2 separate regions of the Mus musculus genome follow, and region 1 is linked to region 2. A link is a contact called in public ChIA-PET data. All regions are on one chromosome and are shown on one strand. Each heading gives the region's core, a stretch centred on a gene start, on an enhancer-like site or on the middle of the called end of the contact. The rest is flanking DNA. Distances are from core to core; before and after follow the strand shown. Region 1 holds the start of Zfp770 (zinc finger protein 770). Region 2 holds the start of Scg5 (secretogranin V).

Evidence for each region. ChIA-PET counts read pairs in DNA pulled down with a chosen protein or histone mark.
Region 1: an RNA polymerase II ChIA-PET map of memory CD8 T cells shows a contact between it and region 2, with 18 read pairs. The contact joins the promoter of Zfp770 here to the promoter of Scg5 in region 2. A contact is called at or near these places in 2 of 39 promoter capture datasets (the C10 cell line and pre-B cells), 5 of 115 datasets of contacts at active chromatin or transcription factors (the 230-238 cell line, bone marrow-derived macrophages, effector CD8 T cells and 1 more) and 2 of 9 other capture datasets (liver and macrophages).

Annotation. Positions count from the first base shown.
Region 1 is chr2:114,198,242-114,204,632 of GRCm38.p6, forward strand. It overlaps Zfp770 (zinc finger protein 770), which reads right to left and starts at 3,191. Exons shown (of 2, transcript NM_175466.4): 1 at 3,096-3,191.
Region 2 is chr2:113,823,396-113,830,435 of GRCm38.p6, forward strand. Scg5 (secretogranin V) reads right to left here and starts at 5,696. Exons shown (of 6, transcript NM_009162.3): 1 at 5,604-5,696; 2 at 3,944-4,176. The coding sequence starts at 4,169.

The DNA.
Region 1 (6,391 bases), core at 1,941-4,440, 370 kb after region 2:
TTATATTTAGATGGTTGACACAACATTAAAACTATTCTCAATGGGCTGGATGGCACATGCCTTTGAACTCGGCAGATGGCAGGCAGAAGCAAGTAGATCTCTGTGAGTTCAAGTCTATACTGCTTTACAGAATTCCAATACAGCCACAGCTATAAAATGAGATCCAGTCTCCAAAAACAAACAAACAAACAAACAAACAAAAAACAAAAAAATAAAAACCCACAAAGCGCTCTCCTTCTTTCTCCTCAAATATTTAAGATCAACAAGGAGAATATTCCCAGAAGACCTGAGTTTTAATCCTAGATTTTTTTTTTTCCTGTATAGTTCGTGTGTCAGGAAGAAAGGAGAATTTGAGATTCTTTAAACTGGGAGCAATGCTGTGCAAATGAATGGCAATAACGTATGTGCACATGTCAGGAAATCCTGAAGCAACACAGAAATAGGAGATGCCAAATTTTATGTTGTGACTCTTATTTCTGTAATAATATTTTAGGTTCCTTAGACAGACACACAAAATGTAGTTCTTTTCTCCCTTCTGCTTTGTTGAAGACTTCCTGACAAAAACAAGTACAAAAGAACGAGGCTGACATCCTGCACACTCACATGTGTATTTATGAACAAAGAACAGACTGTTGAATGTGGTTCCTTTGTCAGGCAATATTCAAAATAGGTCATTCTGGTCTAAGATGTACTCAGTACACATATCTTTGAGACAAACTAAAACTTAACAAACATTTCACAATTCTCATGTATCATCACCCAGAAAAGACAAGGTTCTTCTCCATTACTATTCTATTAGCCTTAAATATGCCAGCAATTAAAATAAAAACTAAACTAACTGAAGCTACACCTCTTCTTTCATTATAGTATACAGAATGTCTAGCTATACAAGAAACTAAGAATTCTTTTGTCTACCAACTTGGCAAACAGTCAACCTATATGGTTATTATCTCTCCTAGGCGACACTTTAAACACAAAACCAAATACACTCATTGTGCAATCTGAATAAGGAACAAATAAAATTTGAGAGACTATTTTGTACTAGTTGCTTTTAACAGTGTTTTCCGATGTACAGGTCCATACTCATTATTAGCTGTAAAGTCAACTCAATGGATCACAGGCAGGCCAATTGGCTTAATAGGTAAAGTAGCAGAATATATACCACATAGTAAGTGCCCACAGGCAAGAGCTCTAAGGAACACAATAGAGTCCTGTTTTCTTCCCATTGGTTCAACTATTTTAAAATATGCATGCAAAATTATCTTATTAGTAGTCAAAAGAAAAAATTCATTTAAATAACGAAATAAAACAATTAGACCATAAAACACTCTACTAATTTATAAAATATATCATATAACCCAGCAACAAACACCTGTTGGGGTTATGGGTATTTCTATTTCTCTCAGCTTTGAAAAACAAAACAAAGCAACAAAAACCAAACAACAACAACAAAAACCTAAAAACGAACAACATGCAAACTTGTTGGCAAAGAGTTAAGGGTTAGGAGGATTAAAATTATCATAAACCCAGCAGACTGCAAAGAATTCAGAAATATATTTAATTCCTGTCAGGCAATTCATTGAATTCCTGCTGAGCCACAACTGTCAAGATGGTCGTCAATCAGTACAATGAGCCAAGCTTAAATAATCAAACCTTCCTTCACTTGCTGCAACAGTGTTCTCTTAAACAGAAAGACACCAAGTGAGTGTTAATGGATATAGTGCACAAGAGGAAAATGTCTAACAAAGGGCTTTCCCTTTTTCCTATGGGCTGTGCCAGGAGAGGGCTGGTGAAGGGCTAAAGGGAGGAAAAAAACCTCTGTACTGCACTGACTCCATACTAAGTATGGAATGGGAAGGCAGCTTCTCCCCAGGAAGTTGGTGGGCAAAACCTTGTAACTGCCTAAGGTCAAACTATAGGGTTTGAGTGTGGGGAACTCAAGAACTTCTCCAATCTTTTTGTATACTTCTCCTTCCACTTACTGATTCTACAGACTACCACCCTCTCTCAAAAAAACAAAAAGTCTCGCACTAAAACAACACAAGGCAACTATATGATTATAAACAACAGGCACTGGCTACCTCTAGCTCCTGTACTCAAAAGGGTCTGCGGTCAAGTAGCTATCACTAGTATTAGGATTGGATACGCACTTACTGCGAACCCTACCTTGTCAGAATCATTTGTGGCAAGTGGTGATCTCACTTCCTATTTATAAGTAAAAGGTCAGGGATTTCCACACTCCAAGCACAATCCCCCCTGTGGACTTAGAGGTTTAAATCCCATTCACCTGATCTTTTTTCCCCCATTGGCTTTTTAAACTTTTTAAAAAATACACAAAAGCTAATTTTCACGTTAAAGTGAAACATGACAAACCAATGGATGTGCCTCAATGACTATCCAGACATTATAACATGATAGGAGCTCACACAACGTTAAGCCAAGTAACTATAAAAACTGACATCGATAAAATCCAATGTTGTTTCAAGGTTGAAAGTAGCACTGTCTTTGCAAATACCTCTTTAAAAGAAAATCACAAAATACAAAATAAATTACAAGAAAGAAATAAAACACCGTAGAGAAACTTAAGAGTTCCAACTGGAGAATTATCTATGGTAACATTTACAACAGTCTTCGCCTCTTTCTTTCTTTTTTTTTTTTTTTTCTTTTTCTCTCCATGGCCCACTCTCTTGGCCTTGAACCATCCATGCATCACCTTTCCCTAGACGGAAGCTATGTGTTTGGCCTCATCTGCTGTGCAAGTAAGGAGTCTGCAGGGGTCAAGCCGAGTTCAGGGACTGTGATATCCCATGCCTAGAAAAGAAGGGCAAGGGTGAAAGCTCCACTGACTGCAGCCAGAAGATGGGGTGCAGGGGAAGAGCTGAGTGAAAGATGGGAAATAAGTGATTCGACCCCAGGAGATGGGGCGCGGGGCTCAGCTCTTTTGAGTTTACCGCTCTGACGAAGCACATGCAAGGAGCCGAGGTCGTGGCACCCTGTTCGGATCCCCAGGAACCTCGGCGGGACTTGGGCAGGCCTGACCCTCCCCGGGATTCGTTCCATCTCGCACGCAGGCTTCTGGGGTCCTCCACACTCACCCGGAGCTGGCAAACGCCGGGCAGGGACGCATCTCAGAGCCTGGGTTTCGCCAAGACGGCAGGCAAGCTCACGTCCGCAGGGTCAGCGCGGCGACTGGCTGAGTGCGCAAGCGCGGCGTTCAGGCGCGCTCTGAATGTGGTCCGTCCGGAAACATCCTCTCACGATCTTTGGGCCCTTGCTTGCTTTTTATCCACCCAGTGCTGCAATTTCCAAGGAGAGAAAAAGGAAGACTCTAAATGGATGCATGCACTTTCTGCCCTACTGTTACCGACCCTTCATTGTGGAAGTCCCAGAAAGGACTGTAAAACGCCAGCTCTTATTGGAATCCATGATTAGAGTTCAAAGCCCATTCATAATTTTTTGTAAGCTCAGGGCTGTTGGTAAAACTCTCAGTATTAGGTACATTCTAGATCACGACTGTTCTCAGCATTTCATATTTCTGTAAATACGACCAAGAGGTGAAGGCATACAGAATCAGCTTCTCTCAGGGGCCCTATCCATTGTCCTGCCAGGGGCTGGTCTTGCTGATTTCACTAGTTCTATGTATTTTGGACATTTACAATATAGAAAACTCTTTGCCCAGCATTTTGGGTCTTCTTTGATGATTTATGTAAGATGTCTTTGGACAACATGCATGTAAAATACTCGACATTATACCAAATACAAAAGCTTTGTGAAATGATAGAACCCTTATTAGGGTCCAGGAATAGCCACACAAACGACTCAGACACCAATCTCAGTAAGGAATGGATGATTTATTGAATGCACACTCCAAATACAAATCTGTGATGGGAGCAAGCATCAGAACCAGTTTTTCTATGGAATAGGTGCATTTGCAGCATTTACAACATTTGCAACATATAGGCTATCTAGACAAAGCAGAGCTGACTGACCTTTAAGCTGATAGACTAGGTCTAGAGGCCAACAACTGAACAGGGGAAATTCTGTTCTTGATAAAGGAAATCAAGGCATTAATGATGCAGGACTCAAAGTTTATCATTAGAAAATATAAGCATCGGGGGCTGGGGGGGGGTGCTCAACCAAGGCTGTGATGAGTGAAGTTAACCCAGGGGACCAATTCAAAAGGGATTCATACCAGCTCTGTTTTCTTTCTTTCTCTGTTGTTCCCTATCAAGGATGTTACTTCTAATTTTTACCAGAGTGTCCCTGATTACCCCAGAGTGATTAACTTATAAACAACCTTGCTCTCCAAGGGCCATACATAAGCCCCCTTCTTTTAAGAACAATAAATTTAGAGCCCTTTGACTCTGTAGGACTACTTCAGCTAAGGAGTCTTCTTGAATTTGTAGGAAGAAGGTGGCTGAGTGAAGCTGGGCTAAGTCTTTATCAACTTGTACTCTCAGGTATTTTTACAATGCTGGCATCCCGGGACTAGAGCTGTCCTATCATGTGCAGGAGAGCCTGCTATCCCCAGTCTTACTAGTGTGGGTATCAGAATAGGGGCACTACCTAGTTGTTGCAGGAGACCTTTGTGACTGCATCCTGCAGTATCTTCATAATAGGAAATCTGGGGTAGAATATGTAGCATTATGCACAATTCAGGTTTTTGCTCAATGGCAAAATGGCTAACAGAGAGAAAGGAGTAAGTCCTGGAGTACAGGCAACCCAAAACCCTCTGGGTGAAGCCAGGAGATTGTTCTCTTTTAGCCTGATGCTATTAAAGACCTTTATCAAATGCACACACATCAGGATCATGACATACTTGAGATTAAGATCAAGTAGGTAGGGATATCTTTTTGACCTAAAATAAATTCCAGTTCCCCTTATATACCCTAAGGTGAGGGGAGTATCTCAGGGGCATGATATGCTATTGTTGAGGGAAACCAGCTTGATGGTCTGGCATCTGTTGTTGCTATGCCTATACAGTAGGGAGCTTAGGGTTTTGGGCAGACCCAACAGTCCTCTCTCATATCGGGCTGGGGACTGTTTAGGAACTTAAAGGTAGCCAAAACAGTGTCTATGAACAGGAATCTGAGTGTTGAATGGAGTCCTAGGTATCCTACAGAAGGGGTCTTGGAAGTAAAATTTGTGGTCCCTGATACAGGGGGTACAGAGGAAAACTGGCTGGGAAGGGGAGCCTCAGGGATTTTCACCAAAGGTCCTATGGATTTAAAAAGAGATGCTTTGCCTTACCTTTGAATGGTGAACATGGTTCCTAGATCTTGGCGTGTCAGGTATGTTCTAAGTCCCCAGTAGGCATAAGGGGGAAGCAAGTCTCGTCTCTTCAAGGTGATGGTGACCAGGTTGCAAGTGCAGGCTATCTTACAACTAAGATTTCTTTCAAATTTTGTGTCTAAGTACTCATCAGCTCTATAGGGCTCTTAGCCCTTAGCCCAAGTAACACAAGACCAGAAGAGACAATAGATCTCTTTTTCATCCAAACAGTAGGGTACCTCAGCTCCCTTAGTGGGACAGGCATAATACGATCTTCCTCAGTTTTCCCTCCTCAATGTTTCTAGGTTGGCACTATTGAAGAATGGCACCAGTTCTTCTTCCCAGTCCCATGTGCCCACAAATAAAACTCAGACTCAAAATATATTTACAAACACCTTGGCCATATAGCTAGGCTCTTCCCTAACTAGAATATCCCATTTATTCTCGCCTACATTTTGCCACATGGCTGGTTACCTGTGCTCAGGTACCATGTGTCTGACTTGTCACCTCTTCCCAGTGAATCTCCCTGCCTCTTTCTGTCCCAGAATTCTTTCTCCTCCCATGTCCCACCTTCTATTTCCTGCCTAAGCCATAGGCTATAGGCTTCTTAATTGACAGGTGGTGCACCCATGTAATATACAAGATGTTCTCTTTATAGACACCCAGTGGCGAGCCTAGACCCTGGCATCCCAGGGCCTGGCTATAAATGGCAGATGTCTATTTTACACCAGGGAGATTCATGGTGAGAGTGGTGGTCACAATCAGCAATATTTTGCCTGTTTTAGTGACTGAATGTCTCCATGTCCTTGGGCTATAGTTTCCTGGTTTTATAGGCCTTATGTTTTGATATAACATCAGATTTAACAAGCAAGAAAAGAGGATCAAGGTGAGCCATCAGCAATTAGTCTTTATTGGGTCCTCAGCGTGTGGCCTGATGATCCATCGATGCTCTGGGTTCCAGTGTTTTCAGGGATTGAACTTCAAGTAGGAATGGTGGATCCAAGTTCAGAGCTCACCAAGCTGTATAGCCATGGGTGTGGTCAGGATCATGATGTAAGGCCCTTCCCAGTGAGGTGTTAAAGCTTCCTTCTGATGTCTTTTGATAAGACCAGGTCACCAG
Region 2 (7,040 bases), core at 4,446-6,945:
GCCCTTTTGTGTCAAGTTCTTCAGAACTTCGTCTTAGGTGCTCTGTCCCCATCAGCAATGTTTGCCTAGACAGCTCATCCACTCGATAGCCTCAGCCACTCCTGTCAAGGAGAGGACTCCAAAATGCCCTCCCCCTACATCTGTCTTGTGTTCCGCATATCCAAAGAACCATCCTCATGCCTTTCCAGACACGCTGGAGAGCCTTAACGACACAATCATTTTCATCTTCCCTAGCCTACCTGCATGTAAAACGTTTTAAGATTTGTATCCAGGCAGCTAATCCACACAGGATATTTAAAATCATTTTCCAAGGTCTTCTTTTTTTTTTTTTTTTACAAGAATTTCAGTTGTGTGAGTGATTTCAAGGCAGCCTCAGAGGGCATAGGAAAAACTGGAGACACCGACGCAGGCAAAGTTATCATTGGTTCCTCTAGAATGGGGAAAACTACAAAGAGACTTTAGAAAAGTTATCTGGGCTAAGAGACAGCCCTCCCTCCCTTCCTTCCTTCTCCCTCCCTCCCTCCCTCCCTCCCTCCCTCCCTCCCTCCCTCCCTCCCTCCCTCCCTCCCTCCCTCCCTATCTCACTTTGTCCCTCCTTTCCACATCCCCTCCTCCTTCTAAATGCAGAAAGAGACTCTCCAGAAACAAAGTGAGACTCCTCTTCCATGTTTACTGCCCCGGTTCTGTCAGCCTTTGATTGGGAGGCAGCTATTGCCACCTCGTGGCAAAGTAGAGGTACTGCAGCTCCTTTATTCAAATTTGGCCAAACATAGGCTTATTAAAATCTACTTGCCTTTTCAATAATGCCACCTTACAAAGGGCTTTTTCCCCCCCATTTGATACAATTTTTAAAAGTTTCAGCTCTCTTTTATTTTGAAAAGAATGAAATTAAGGTTCTAAATGTGTTATAAAAATATTTTGATGTATTTTAACAATATAAATAAAATTTACAATCATCAAATATTTATAACGTCTGTTTAGTGGTTTGAGACTTAGTGTTACCACAGTGCTAAGTATTCAGTAGCTTAAAGTGTTGGAGGAAGAAACAGCTGACACTTTAGGAGAACAGTTTGCTGCTGTTTTGGGTTTTTTTTTATTTTTAACCTGAGGCTGTTAATATTCAAGGGCTAGACTATCTGTCCTGGTTCAATCAACCCCAATTCAAGAAGAGTGTCAGTCACCAGAGACAGTTTTTACTCTCCAAAGTCCTCACCCTTAGTAAACAGCTCTCCGAGTCTGTCCCTGGGAGAGCTGCTAGCTTACCCTGCCTCTAAGGGAAAACAGTAGCATTTACCATGTCACAGAGACCTGCTCCAGCAGCCGGGGGAGGAGGAGGAGGGCGGAAACATAAGGTGTGGAAGCTGACCAACGCTGGTGATGAGCAGTTAGAAAGATGATCAGAAGCCCAGGAGGTGGGGGCAGGAGTGTGAGAAGTTCAAGGTCATCCATGGCTACATACAGTGCTCAAAGCCAGCTTGGGCTGTAACAGATCCTGTCTCAAACAACAAATAAAAACTGACAAACAAGTAAAGCCCTCATGCTGCTGCTGCTGCTGCACACAGAGGCGGGGTCTTGCGGTCTTTTTATTAACAGTTCACATGACTGTATGTGAAGGAAGCCTTATTTCATCCATAAGAAAATTACCTCTCAGAGAGGCCGCCAAGATCTCACGTAGCAAGCAAGCAAGCCGTGTGTACACGGCTCAGACTCCGTTCTCCTGCCATCGACCTCCTGAGGTTGCCTTTAGAAGGGCACTCACTTCCTGGCAGTCTTTACTTTGTCCTTTTGTCTTGGTTTTGGCCAACAATTTTATACATTTGGAAGATGCTACTTCTTGGCTGTTTTTAAGGTTCCCACAGAGGCGTGCCTAAGCTAAGTAGAAATGAAGAAATAACTTACTAAAAGATGACGGCACCAGAAAGTGATGGGGTTGGCCTTTAAATCCAGGGAGCTCTGGTAACAAAACTCATAGCAACCCCATTCCATACGGTTTGAAGTTTTCACAGGAATACATGTACTGTGTGTGTTCTCTATAAAAATCAGGAGGGGGTAGCAGGGACACCTTTAACTGATTCTCTCTGATGCTGGTAAAAGAATGGAAGGAGCTATTCCACATGGTGTGAGTGAGTCTCTGAGCATAGAGTACAGACAGATGGGCGAGTGGAACAGTGATCTGTTCACAAAAATAAGAACCAGGCCATCCATCTAAAACCCAGGATGGACTGGGAAAAGCTCAAGGTTTGTACTTCATTTCTATCCGCCCACTGTCTTTGATCTACTTCCTGTCATTTTCCACCTCAGCTTTAAGAGACAGAATTCTAAACTGGCTCCAAGATTCTTCTTACCTGCTGAACATACAAGACCCCCCCCCCCCCCCCCCCCGCATGTGGTGGAGACTGGAGATAAGTAGCTATCATCTTAGATAACAAAGGTGGCCGATAGTCACTCCCAGGACTCTATTGCAGCACCCTTATCAGATTAAAGGGGCTGATAATGGAGAAGTAAAATGTCACAACAGAACATTCTTGTTCAGGATATTCTGCATAGGAATATTCGAGGCAGTGTCCTTCCCAAGGGACTTCCCAGCCGACAGCCATCAAAAAGGGAACTTGAGCTGATAACTGCATGGAAATGAAGTCTGCCAGTCAGTCACCTTAACAAGCTTCTTAAAAGCCCCCACACCAGTGTCGCTGTATGGCTGGGCAACATCAGAATTCACCTTGGCTTGACTCTGAATGGAGAGAGACTGCCAGAGTTGGAACAGAAGTAACTGGGAGACAATGTGTGTCCTGAGAAACTGCTAATGCTGTGGTAATTCAAGGTAGAGCAGCAGTCAATGGAAGCACAAGTCAATGCCCATCCCTTACAGGAGTCTTGACGTTGCTATGGCAGCTCATTACCTCAAGATTAAGGACAGATCCACTGTAATCCATCCTCTTTCCTTCCTCTGTGCCTTTTCACCACACTCCCCTGGGGATTTCCTATGCAAACTTCAAGACCCAGGCCAAATGGAACTTCCCCTAAGAAGCGTTTCCTATTCCTGACCTACCTCCTACTCTTTGTTCCATGGAAGCAGTGCATATCAGAATACACCGTAATGACTTTTTGTCAGTTCCCTTCTCCCAGTTAGTCTGAACCACGTAGGACAGGGGTGCCCCAGCATCCTGCAAAGTGCATATGGAGGACAATACACGGTTGGATACTGACTGAGTGAATAAAACAAGGCTCTGAAAAACACAGGCTTTTGATACCAGGGAGACCCTTCCCCATGGCAACAGCAGAGTGATTAACCATATACTTTACTAGTGGAGAGAGCAGATATTTACCATCTCAAAAAAAAAATTAAATAAACAGGAACAGGTGACTGGTGCCACTTAGAGTTTAGACTCTTCCTAAAAGAATGGCAAGGAGTCCTATCTGATTTATCTTGATGCAAGCCATTTGCCATGGTTGCATGCTTGCAGATTCAAGTTATTTAGGCTAATCTACTCCTGAAATCAAATGTCAACCAAAATACACAGCATATCAATGGTTCAAAGTGACAGCAACAAGACAGAAATGGGCATCATGTGTCAACACTATTCACAGCAACCTAGAGCCCTGGAGCAGACAGCACTGTGAGGTGGTCCTAGTAGGGAAAATTACATATCAGGAGAAATAGTGCCAGGTATGCAGCTCAGCCCAGAGTGCTTGCTTAGCCTGAAGCCCCAGCTTCCTTCCTCAGAACCTCATACGTTTCCCCGTCTTAGCACTGGGGAGGTGGAGGCAGTAGGATTAGAGCTCCAGGTAATCCTTGGCTACATAGGAAGTTCAGTGAAAGTCTGGTCTAAATAAGATTCTACCAGTAAAAAAAGAAAACAATACCCCCACACACGCCAAACCAAACAAAACAAAAACCCTCAGAAATACAATAGAAACACTGTCAGTTTGGAAGAGTGCATACCTTCGATGCTCTGTGGCCCAACAAGATTCATGGCCTGGTGAGCCGGGTACTCCACGCGTGGCCTGGCAATGCCCAGCTGCTCCATAACCCCATGAAGCAGCCTCTGGATGTCTGTCTCTGAGACCCGGTCAGGGGTCCGTGGACTATAAGCGAATGCTGGATTCCACTCAAACATCAACCAAAACAAAAGGCCAGATAGCATAGCAGAGACCAGCCTTGAGGCCATTTTTAACCTGCAGAAGAAAGGACCAAGTTATATAACTTGGCCAAAATGGGCAACCATAACACAACTGGGGTGATATAACTATGACTCACAAGTTGAGGCTGAAGGACCACCCTGAAAGGAGACTCAAATGAAAAATTCCTAGAGGTTTGCTTTGTGTCCAAGCCAGGTAGGAAACCGCTGTGTGAAGGAAATAAGAAGACAGAAGAGTCTAGGATAAACTAGTCCCTCTAACTTGACACCTGAGGATTCTAAGGACAGGAATATGTTCTCACATCTATGGTCTGTGATCCTTGCAATCTAAGCACTTTTGGATTTGAGATAGGGAGGGTGGTAATTTTTAAGATCTCCTAGTTTAAGGAAAGAAAGGAATAACAAAAGGGAGTTAGGGAGACCCAAACAGTAAAAAACAAACAGACAATCAAAAAACATCCCAGAGAAAGGTCTGGAGTAGTGGCCGAGGGTGTTTGAACTTAGCAGACCAGCAGGCAATAGGTGAAGATCCCGAGCAGAGAGGTACGCCAACTCCTATCCTGCTCTGTGATGAGGGAAGCAAGCAACATGAGACGCTTGACTGCATACCAGCTAGGTCTTCCTGGGCAAGTTCCTCAGCCTCCTTTTCTACAGACCAAGGATAGCAACAATCTATCTTATAGAGTTACTGTGAAGATAAAGATCAAAATCATGTAAGGAGCATGGAGCAAAGCCAGGTACCTAGTAAGCCCCCTGCACGTCTAGCCCCTTGATGGTAATAAGCGGTTCTGGGAGTTAAGGTTTGCGGAGGCAGAAGCAGCAGGGAGAGGAAAGACAGTGACATGGTGGGGGATAAATCTGCCTTACATGTTGGTGTCCGTAGAAGCCACGGGAAGCTGAACAAGGAAACAGTTTTCACACAGCTTCCCTGGCAGCTGCTCGTTCAGGATGGGTGCTTCAGGCCATAGTCAGATAAACCCTTTTGAGCATTCACACGGGAATAGGGAATAAAAAGGTAGGGAACAAGCCAAATATCTTCCCTAAAACAAATACTTCATTTTATCTGTCTGCAGCTAACGGCCTTTCCTTGCAACTCACAGACATTAAAACCATGCTCTTCAAAGAGCCAAGGACCGCTATTTTAACAGCACAATCTACCGCTGTGATAAAAGGGCTGGATGCGGGCACCAGGCTCCATCATCTCCATCTTTCTTCATGAACTCCGAATACAGGATGTTTTCTTTACTGGCTAGCCCACGGATGAACTACCCAATCGCTGCTCTCGGAACTCCACCCCCACCCCTTATTTATAACCACCCCCTGTAATCCCCGCATCCATCCTTTGTCTGACCCCAGCTAGGGTTTCTGAAGGGCATGCTCCCCCACACCCAAGGAACCCAAGCACTCCCGCTTTCAGCTGAACGACAAGTCGGACCGCATCACCTGCATCACTGCGGAACTCACCGTGTGGCCGCGGGCGAGCTTCTTGCAATCTAGGCCAAAACAGGGAGCTGACGTGCTGGATAGCTCCTGCGTCACCTCCCTCCGAAACCTCGGTCCACCCAGGCCCCGCCCACAGCAGGTGGAAGAGGCCTTCCCAGAATTCCTGGAAGGCATTGCAGGCGCCTGCGTCTCAGGCCTGGAATGTTGCTCAGCTCCAACTGAAGCAGTCTCTGTGTCTCTTGGCTGTTTCTAGGGTGCCCCCTTTCTCCATCGACCCCTATGAACGTCATTTACCTCCTTTATCAGTCTCAAGCAATTGCCACAAGTAGATGGCATCTTTAATTGACATCCTCTAGATTTTAGAATTACCATACAAATGGGTTTCATGCTGGAATGTTCATACTCTCTTCTAGTACTTTTCCTTTCCTACCCCCGCACTTAAGCCCTGGTGACAGTGCTACCCTCCCTTAAGGCCCCAGGGGACCCGGAGGCTCTGAGCATTGCTTCATAAGTTCACTAAGAGGTGAACGTGCAGGACACTTTCGGGGCATGCAGAACTTACCTAAACAGACCTGGAACTTCTATTTTGTGATACCAACGGTGGGACCCAGGATCTTAGGAGATTCCTGGCCCTAAAAGTAACAGTACAAATGCTGCAAAGCCTTCATCAAGAAACTTGTGGTAAACAGCAAGTTCCAGGATGTGGTTAGAATTCAGATTTTCTTTTTTCTTACTGCAGCTAGAAGCAGCAAACCCACTGACATTTTACTGTAATGAATAGAAGCTGGAAGACTTGTCAGCCAGAAGTTTGTGTGAAAAGCCAGACATCTAGTGCCTTTGGTTCCCTGGATGCTTTCTGTTTCAGTCAAGATAATAAACACTCTCCTGGATTCAGGTACACAATACCTACTACTAATGAATACTGTTTACTCTCAAGTTGACTTCAACATAGCTCAGTTATATTCAACTTAATATTGGAAAAATAGGTTGCTGGCTGTGTAGTTGACAGAAACATACAAAAACTGTACGATTCATGTTGTACTTATTAGACAGGGTGTGAAGACCTTTTATTGCTGACAAAATGCAGATGGAAAGGACATTTTTATAAAATTTTGGTTCACAACTTTTGAGATTTCAGTACATGACGGTGGGAGCTCATGGAGGGTCAGGATAAAGAGCAGAGCATACAAGGTCCCCCAGTGACACACTTACTCCTAATGGTTCTACAACTGCTACAGTGCCACTAGCTAGGAACAAAGCATTCAGCTTGAGCCCCTGGGCAACAGTTCACATGCAAGCTTGAGGAGTGCATGGGTCTTACCATGGCTGATCTCAAAAGAGCCTACATACCTCAGCCTCCAGAATAGGTAAGATTACAGGCATGTGCCAGTACACTTGACTAAAACCTGGTATTTTTAAAATAAAATATGAATCATATATATCCTATACTTGTTTCTC